2 separate regions of the Triticum aestivum genome follow, and region 1 is linked to region 2. The links are chromatin contacts, called in public Hi-C maps. All regions are on one chromosome and are shown on one strand. Each heading gives the region's core, a stretch centred on a gene start, on an enhancer-like site or on the middle of the called end of the contact. The rest is flanking DNA. Distances are from core to core; before and after follow the strand shown. Region 1 holds the start of LOC123154802 (protein ENHANCED DISEASE RESISTANCE 2). Region 2 has its middle 58 kb from the start of LOC123152017.

Region 1 (3,116 bases), core at 8-2,507, 63 kb after region 2:
AACTATATCGATCCTTTCATATTTAGATATAGAAGATTAGCCTTGACTACTACTTTCAAGGCCTATTTTTTTGTAGATTCGCCACTGGGCGGCACGACATGCCATCGAAAGTGGAGTACACCAATAACCACCCCCCCCCCCCCCCCCCCCCCCGCCGCCGCCGCCTCTGTAAACCTGAAGACCTAAAATGTTTTATAAAAGTTAAGAGAGGTAGATGACATGTTTTCAATTAATAGATAAAGTTGATCCACATCTATACTATTTTATATAGAAAACACAATTGTCGGCTATGTTAAGTTCCTTATTTTCACACAAGTATACGTGATATTCATTTATTCTAAAGCGCAACACACGTAACAATGTACCGTCTAAGATCTAAGAGTGCATTGTTAGGACGATATGGGTTAGAAGGCCACACATCTTTTCCTTCCCCTGACGCGTAGGCACTAAGGCGGGGTTCTCTTCCCTCTCACCAACCAGCCCGTAGATTCTCTTCCGCTCTGCCCGTCACTTCGGCGGCTGGTGGCGAGAACGGCAATTCCGGTGGTTCAGAGCCGGTTAGTAGTTTAGTTTAGCGTTTTTTAATCCTTGCATGGGCGGCGCTTCATCTTTGAGTTGGTCTTCCAGAAATCTATCCTCCTCAAATTTGTCTGCCAGGATGAGTAACGAAGCTTCGACACAAATTTCAACCGTCCTCTTAGAGCGGCAAGGTTAGGGTTTTCATCATACATGCGCGACGATGAAATCTAGTATCAGACACTAAAGATCGATTCAAGGGTTCAATGATTACGACTGCGGTTCCGAGGCGCTAGTCCTTAGTGGCACGAGCACGAAGACCTCCTAGATGTCATCGACAAAGACAAGCCGGCTCCGGTACAGAAGTGATGGCATCGGTGCGTCAACGGACAATAGTGGTCGTTCGATGGTCCAAGAACCTCGGTTCATTATATTTTTTTGCGTGTTTTTGTACTTGCAGCAAACTTTTATAATACAGCTCTGCTTTTTTTTAAGTATGTACTACACTCTACACTTTGCAACTGGAAAGGGAAGAATTCCCAAAATCTTAGGAAGAGGGGCGGACTGCACAACGAGTAATTTGACTTAGACACGAGGTGCTACAGAGAAAAGTAGCAAAAGGAGAAGCAGTAGTAGGAGAGCTGGAAACAAAAGCTGCCAACACGAAATCAATAATTTAGGGTCCCTAAAAAAATCAATAATTTAGTGGATTTTATTTAAGACTACAGTAATTAATTCCGGTCTAGCTATCCCCGCCTGGATTTCCGAAAGAAACAAAAACAAACTCTCGCCGCCGTCCTCTCCCCGCTCCCCCCTCCTCCTCCGCCGCCGCGCCTCGCCTCGCCGGACTCCGGCTGCCGGCCTACCCCAGGGCTCCCCGTCTCCTCCTCCTCCTCCCCGCCTACCCGGGCAATGGCTCACTGACCAGGCCGCCGAGGCGAGACAGACGACCGAGCTCCACCCCCACGCGGGCCGAGGACGATGAGCTCGTCGGCTTCGAGGAGCGGAGAGCTCGGGCGGACGTGCGGAGCGGACGCCCCTCCCCCGAGGCCGGCCCCCGCCCCGTCCACGGCCGCGGCGAAGGCGCGGAGCGGGGAGCTGCTGCTGCCGCCCATGGGCGGCGCCGACGCCGCGGCGGTGCGGCACGAGGGGTGGATGGTGCGGTACGGGCGGCGGAAGATCGGGAGGTCCTTCTTCCACACCCGCTACTTCGTGCTCGACAACAAGCTCCTCGCCTACTACAAGAAGCAGCCCAAGGACAACAACATGGTAGGTGCTCCACAGCTTCAGAGCTCCATACTGTGCAGTTATTAGCTTGTCGGAGTCGTTGGGGTCGCGGTCCACCTTCCGGGGAGAGCTCCGGTTGCTCCCCGGCGAGTTTTCAGCGGGATTTTTCCGAGCTCGTGGTGCGCTCTGGCCAATTTGGGTGGAGCGGGGGAGGGCGATCGGGGGATTCAATCGGTTGTCAGTTCTACTTGCGGTAAATAACTTTGGGCGGAGAGCAGTTCGGTGCCATAGTTAGGCCAGGATCTGCTGGGTTGAATTCAATGTTTCCTCGTGCAGTGAGCTGGTGTCAGTTGTAAACTCTGAAGCTGAACGAATTTTTTCATTATAAGTTAAACTGCTCTTGACTAAGCGCTTTTTCTTTGAATTTGTGGGGTTTTTCTTTTTCCTGTGAATCATGTGAGCAACTTGCTTGATGTGCCTGGAGCACATGGATGACCTCTTTTACTGTTCCAATAATAGAGTCTACTGTTATCTTGTAAGGTGCTGTTTTCATAGATGGACAGCACATAGATGGGGTTAAGGGTAAGAGTGCTTGGAACAAATTCCCCTGTTTCTGTGGGAACCGACAAGTTTCAGTTAGCTGCATTCCTCTTTGTTCGAGCCTTAGCAAGAGGTTTCCAATACAATGAAAAAAACGTGACAATTTGATACCAGTACATTGTTTGAGTGGTATATTCCGCAACAGGGGCATGGTGCTTGCATTTAACTTTCTGGAGCAAATCTTGTGGATGTGCAGGTGCCACTTAAGTCTCTTCACGTAGATGGGAACTGCAGAGTGGAGGATAGAGGGCTTAAAACACATCATGGACAAGTAAGTCCGCTCTTCCCTTTTGTTTACTTCATCAAATAGTAATATGCTTATATGCCTTATAGAATGAGCGTGCCAATTAATGCTGGTCGAGAGCACTAGGTGTGTTAGTTCCTTGCACATGAAATTCACTTGTCGTTAGCTTTTAATCTTGAATAAAATCTCTGCCATTAGAGTCAGAAAAATTGGTATCCTTACTTTTGAGGATTGTACTTCTGAGCAGAATAGGATTGCCAACAAATAGTGTGGCATGTATTTCACCTACAAACTGACATATAATAATTTTGATCATTTGTGTAAACTGTTATGTTAACAGGTAAAACATACAAAGTGAACACACAACATATCAAATTGGAAATTTTAAAATGGTAATATATTGTGTCTACTTCGGCACAGTTGATCAATTTAGCCAAATTATCAGACATTGCTGTACGGTTAATATCCATATATATGTGCATATTCCAGCATATGCATGAATTTTGATGTGTATTCTAATTTTGCACTG
Region 2 (3,521 bases), core at 797-3,296:
ATCTATGGAATTTTCAAAAAAAGTGTTCGTAATTTTGAAAAATATTTCACGTTGCCAATTATATCGGTAGTTCATGTTATGAATTCCAAAACTTTGTTCATTAGAAAAATGTTTAAAATTTCAACTCTTTTGTCATTCCGAATTTGAAAAATTATTCCAATTTTTTGAAAAAATATTTGTGTTTTTACCGAATTTGTTGAAGATTTAAAAATGTTACAAATTTGAAAAATATTCTTCTTTTAGTGATATGTTGAGAAAGTTGAAGATGTTTTTGCATTAAAAGACACATTTTCTAAATTTCTTCTATATGTTCAAAATATGTTCCCATTTTCCAAAATTGTAAACAAATTAAAAAAATATCGTACTTTATAAAATATTCTTGCTTTTAAGAAATGTTTGTGAATTTCAACAAATGTTCCGTTCAAAATTTTGTGCGTGGTTTTTAAAATGTACGGAATTTTCAAAAAAATGCTTGTAATTTGGAAAAGTGTTCATGTTGTCAAGTATATCTGGCAGTTGATAGTAATCAATGTCTAAAAAGATCAAAAAATAAATAAAAATGTTTTGAAGCGGACGTTTCATTATATTCTGTAATGTTCACGCTGACCATTGGTTAGCAGGACGTGTTGTTTGAGTGTCTAGCAACATGTGGTCGGGTCTTTAAGGTTGTGAGTTCGATCACTCCCATCCTGGGCCGTCTCCGCATCTGGCACATCGAGCTAAGCGGCTTGTTCAGAATAAGGGGCGCCATAAATTATTAGCGGTGATTGCTTCCATATGCCAATAAAAAAAGAATATGCAGGTTAATTGTACTTGAAAGAAATTATGGGCACTTGTCAATACAACAGAGTCTACTGGTTTGGCTCTAATTAAAGGGTGTCATGCTGAACTAGAGAATATGGTCATGTGGGGGTCTTGATCCATTCTTAAATTGAGCTAGAGGCATGTAATTTTATTATCCAGTTGCAACGCACGGGCATGTGTGCTAGTACTTACTCATTTATGACTTTTTAGCCTTTTTTTAAACCACAAACTTTTCTCATATTCGTGAAGTTATAGTCAAAACCGTGAAATGTTTAAAATTTTGTGATCTTTTTCATATGCAAGAAGTTTTTCATATTTGCGAGCTTTTTTATAATTCACATTTTTTTTGTCAATTTCATGACTTTTTTTCAAATTTGTGATCTTTCTCAAATTCGTGAACATTTTTTCAAATTCAAGAACTACTTTAATATTAAAGATTGGTTTTTCTATTGCGTGAACTTTTTCCTAGCCCGTGCTATTTTTTAAAAAGTCAATGGTCATGGTCAACAAAGTGAGCACCTGCGCTGTTGAGCCGACCCACAAGAGCTGGCCCCACCAGGCGCGTTAGAGTTCATGACATTCATAAAATGTTGTCGAAATTGAGTGTTTGTGAAATAAAAATATTGCGATTTCATAATTTGTTAATCATTGCAAAACAAATGTTAGGAAAAATTGAAAATATTCATGATTCAAGGAAAAGTTCATGAATTTTAAAACTATTTGTAAACTTTTACATTTTTTAATGAATTTAATAAAATGTTTGCGAAGTTGACAAAGGATCGTAAAACCAAAATTTGTTTGGAAGCTTATGTGGACTAGTTTTAGAAATATCCATGTGTTTTTTTTTGTGTTTCTTTATTGGTTTCCATGTGTTTCCCTTTTTGTGTTATTTCTCTGTGTTTCTTTATTGTTTTCTTTATTTTTTAATTAGCTATTGTTTTCCTTAATAATTGTCAAATCAAATATGTCTTTTGGTTGTCCTTTCTTCTTTAAACAGAGGCGAAAAAGATATTTTCTTCTTCTTCTCATCTTGACCCAGTTTCTCTTATTTTTGGACGCACTCACTCGAAGTCCTAGTAGTCAATAGATACCATGTCTCGGCTCGCTCAAATCACTTTCCACTTTGCTTTTCTCCTGACGGGGTTTCTTTTGACCTCGTGGCCTCGATCTCCCCTCTCGTGGCAATCAATCACCGTCGTCACCCGTCGCCAGCATTCGCCTTTCCAAGAGTTATCCAAGCTCTGCACCAGTGATTGCACAGTGACAGTGGCCAGGTAAATCCATCCAGCTGGCCAGCTCGCTCGCGGTGTCCAGACGGCCAAGTGCACGCATACATGTTCACCAACAGTTGGTGATTGTCGGCCGGCCGGTCGGTGGCGCATGCATGCACGTCGGTCGTCCGTTGGCGCGCATGCACGCACGTTGCCGCCCCCGGAGATCCGTGCACCGCGCGCATGCCAGTGGAACGACAACCCCACATGCATGTGATGAGGCGGAGAACGTTCTTCCATGCGCCGACCGAGATCTGCCAAGTACTATTTGGCCAGAATTAAGCTATGGATTGAGAGGATTGATAGCTTTACCTCTTTTATTCAAAAAAGTAGAGATTGATACTCCAAAAAGAACCAATAGCAAGCAAGGTGCATGCATATGATTGGCCCAACACGTCAACCCCTGGCCAGCGCCACTATTTTGCTATAATTAGCTTTCCAAACCAATCACCCGCAAAAAAGAAAATAAAAACTTTCCAAACCAATCAGTATATATATCGGAGTGTTGTGCTTGTTCACTCACCCCTGGACAGCTCCATCTCGCTCACTATAAGCAAGACAAAGAGTTCTAAAATAAAGACAAAGAGTTCTAAAAAAAGACAAAGAACTCTAAAAAAAAAAAGAAGCAAGACATAGTAGCACCCGTTCTCATGTGCGTGTTTCTAGCACGTTTAGATTCACCTCATCTTTTTTTTATACTAGCTATAGTTTTCGTTAATAATTGCCAAATCTAAGACGTCTAATGGATGTCACTTCTTCTTTAAAAACAGGGGGAAAGGTCTTTTTTTTTTCTCATCTTGACCCAGTTTCTCCTATTTTTGACACGCTCACTTTAAGTCCTAGAAGTAAATACTCCTAGATACCATGACAGTATGGCACCTAGCCATGACAGGATGAGAATATGCCTTGTGATTAACTGTTTATTGAAATTACACAATATATGGAGCTTTCAGGGTTGCCCTCCTGGGACGCCTCTCATTCTATCAGTGCCACGATCATGGGTCATCAGCAAGCAAGCCATCGTTTCATGCGTGTTGTTTCCCTTTGGTTTATCCACCGAGCCAGGCACTGACCAAGTGACAGATTAACGACCTGGGCTGTGCCCACGAGTGTGTGCGTGAGTGGCCTGATGGGCCGGCCCAGTGGGGCCTATAATGACGTCTACTTATAGGCTAGTGCGAGGAGAGGCAGGCATCGATCTATAAACTGAATACTGTTGTCTTTAATCCCAAGCCTTCCTCTGTGCCCCTTCTTCCTCCCCAAGTTATTCCCCTCTGTCTCGATCTACCACATCCTGGCGTGACGCAAGGAGTTGCTGCGATCCCGTAGCATCTGGTACTCAGAGCCCATATGGATCCACGTCCTCTGCTTCGAAAAAATTCTCGCGATCTTCCGATCAATCCATAGACCAGCTCCTAATTCCAGGCAAAAGGTGTGGATCCCCTC

What was found. Hi-C and Micro-C count contacts between places; a contact is called where the count stands out from the background.
Region 1: a Hi-C map of leaf shows a contact between it and region 2, with 3 times the contacts expected there. The contact joins the promoter of LOC123154802 here to the enhancer-like site in region 2. A contact is called at or near these places in 2 of 5 Hi-C or Micro-C datasets (both in leaf).

What each region holds. Positions count from the first base shown.
Region 1 is chr7A:24,237,031-24,240,146 of IWGSC CS RefSeq v2.1, forward strand. LOC123154802 (protein ENHANCED DISEASE RESISTANCE 2) reads left to right here and starts at 1,258. Exons shown (of 22, transcript XM_044573435.1): 1 at 1,258-1,785; 2 at 2,540-2,614. The coding sequence starts at 1,498.
Region 2 is chr7A:24,172,860-24,176,380 of IWGSC CS RefSeq v2.1, forward strand. No RefSeq gene overlaps it. Among protein-coding and RNA genes, the nearest start is that of LOC123152017, 58 kb to the left of the region's middle. Within about 2 kb of position 2,047, at least 3 of the 8 cell types and tissues checked have an H3K27ac peak or open chromatin away from gene starts, as enhancers often do. A contact at or near this core is called in leaf, where this site is marked.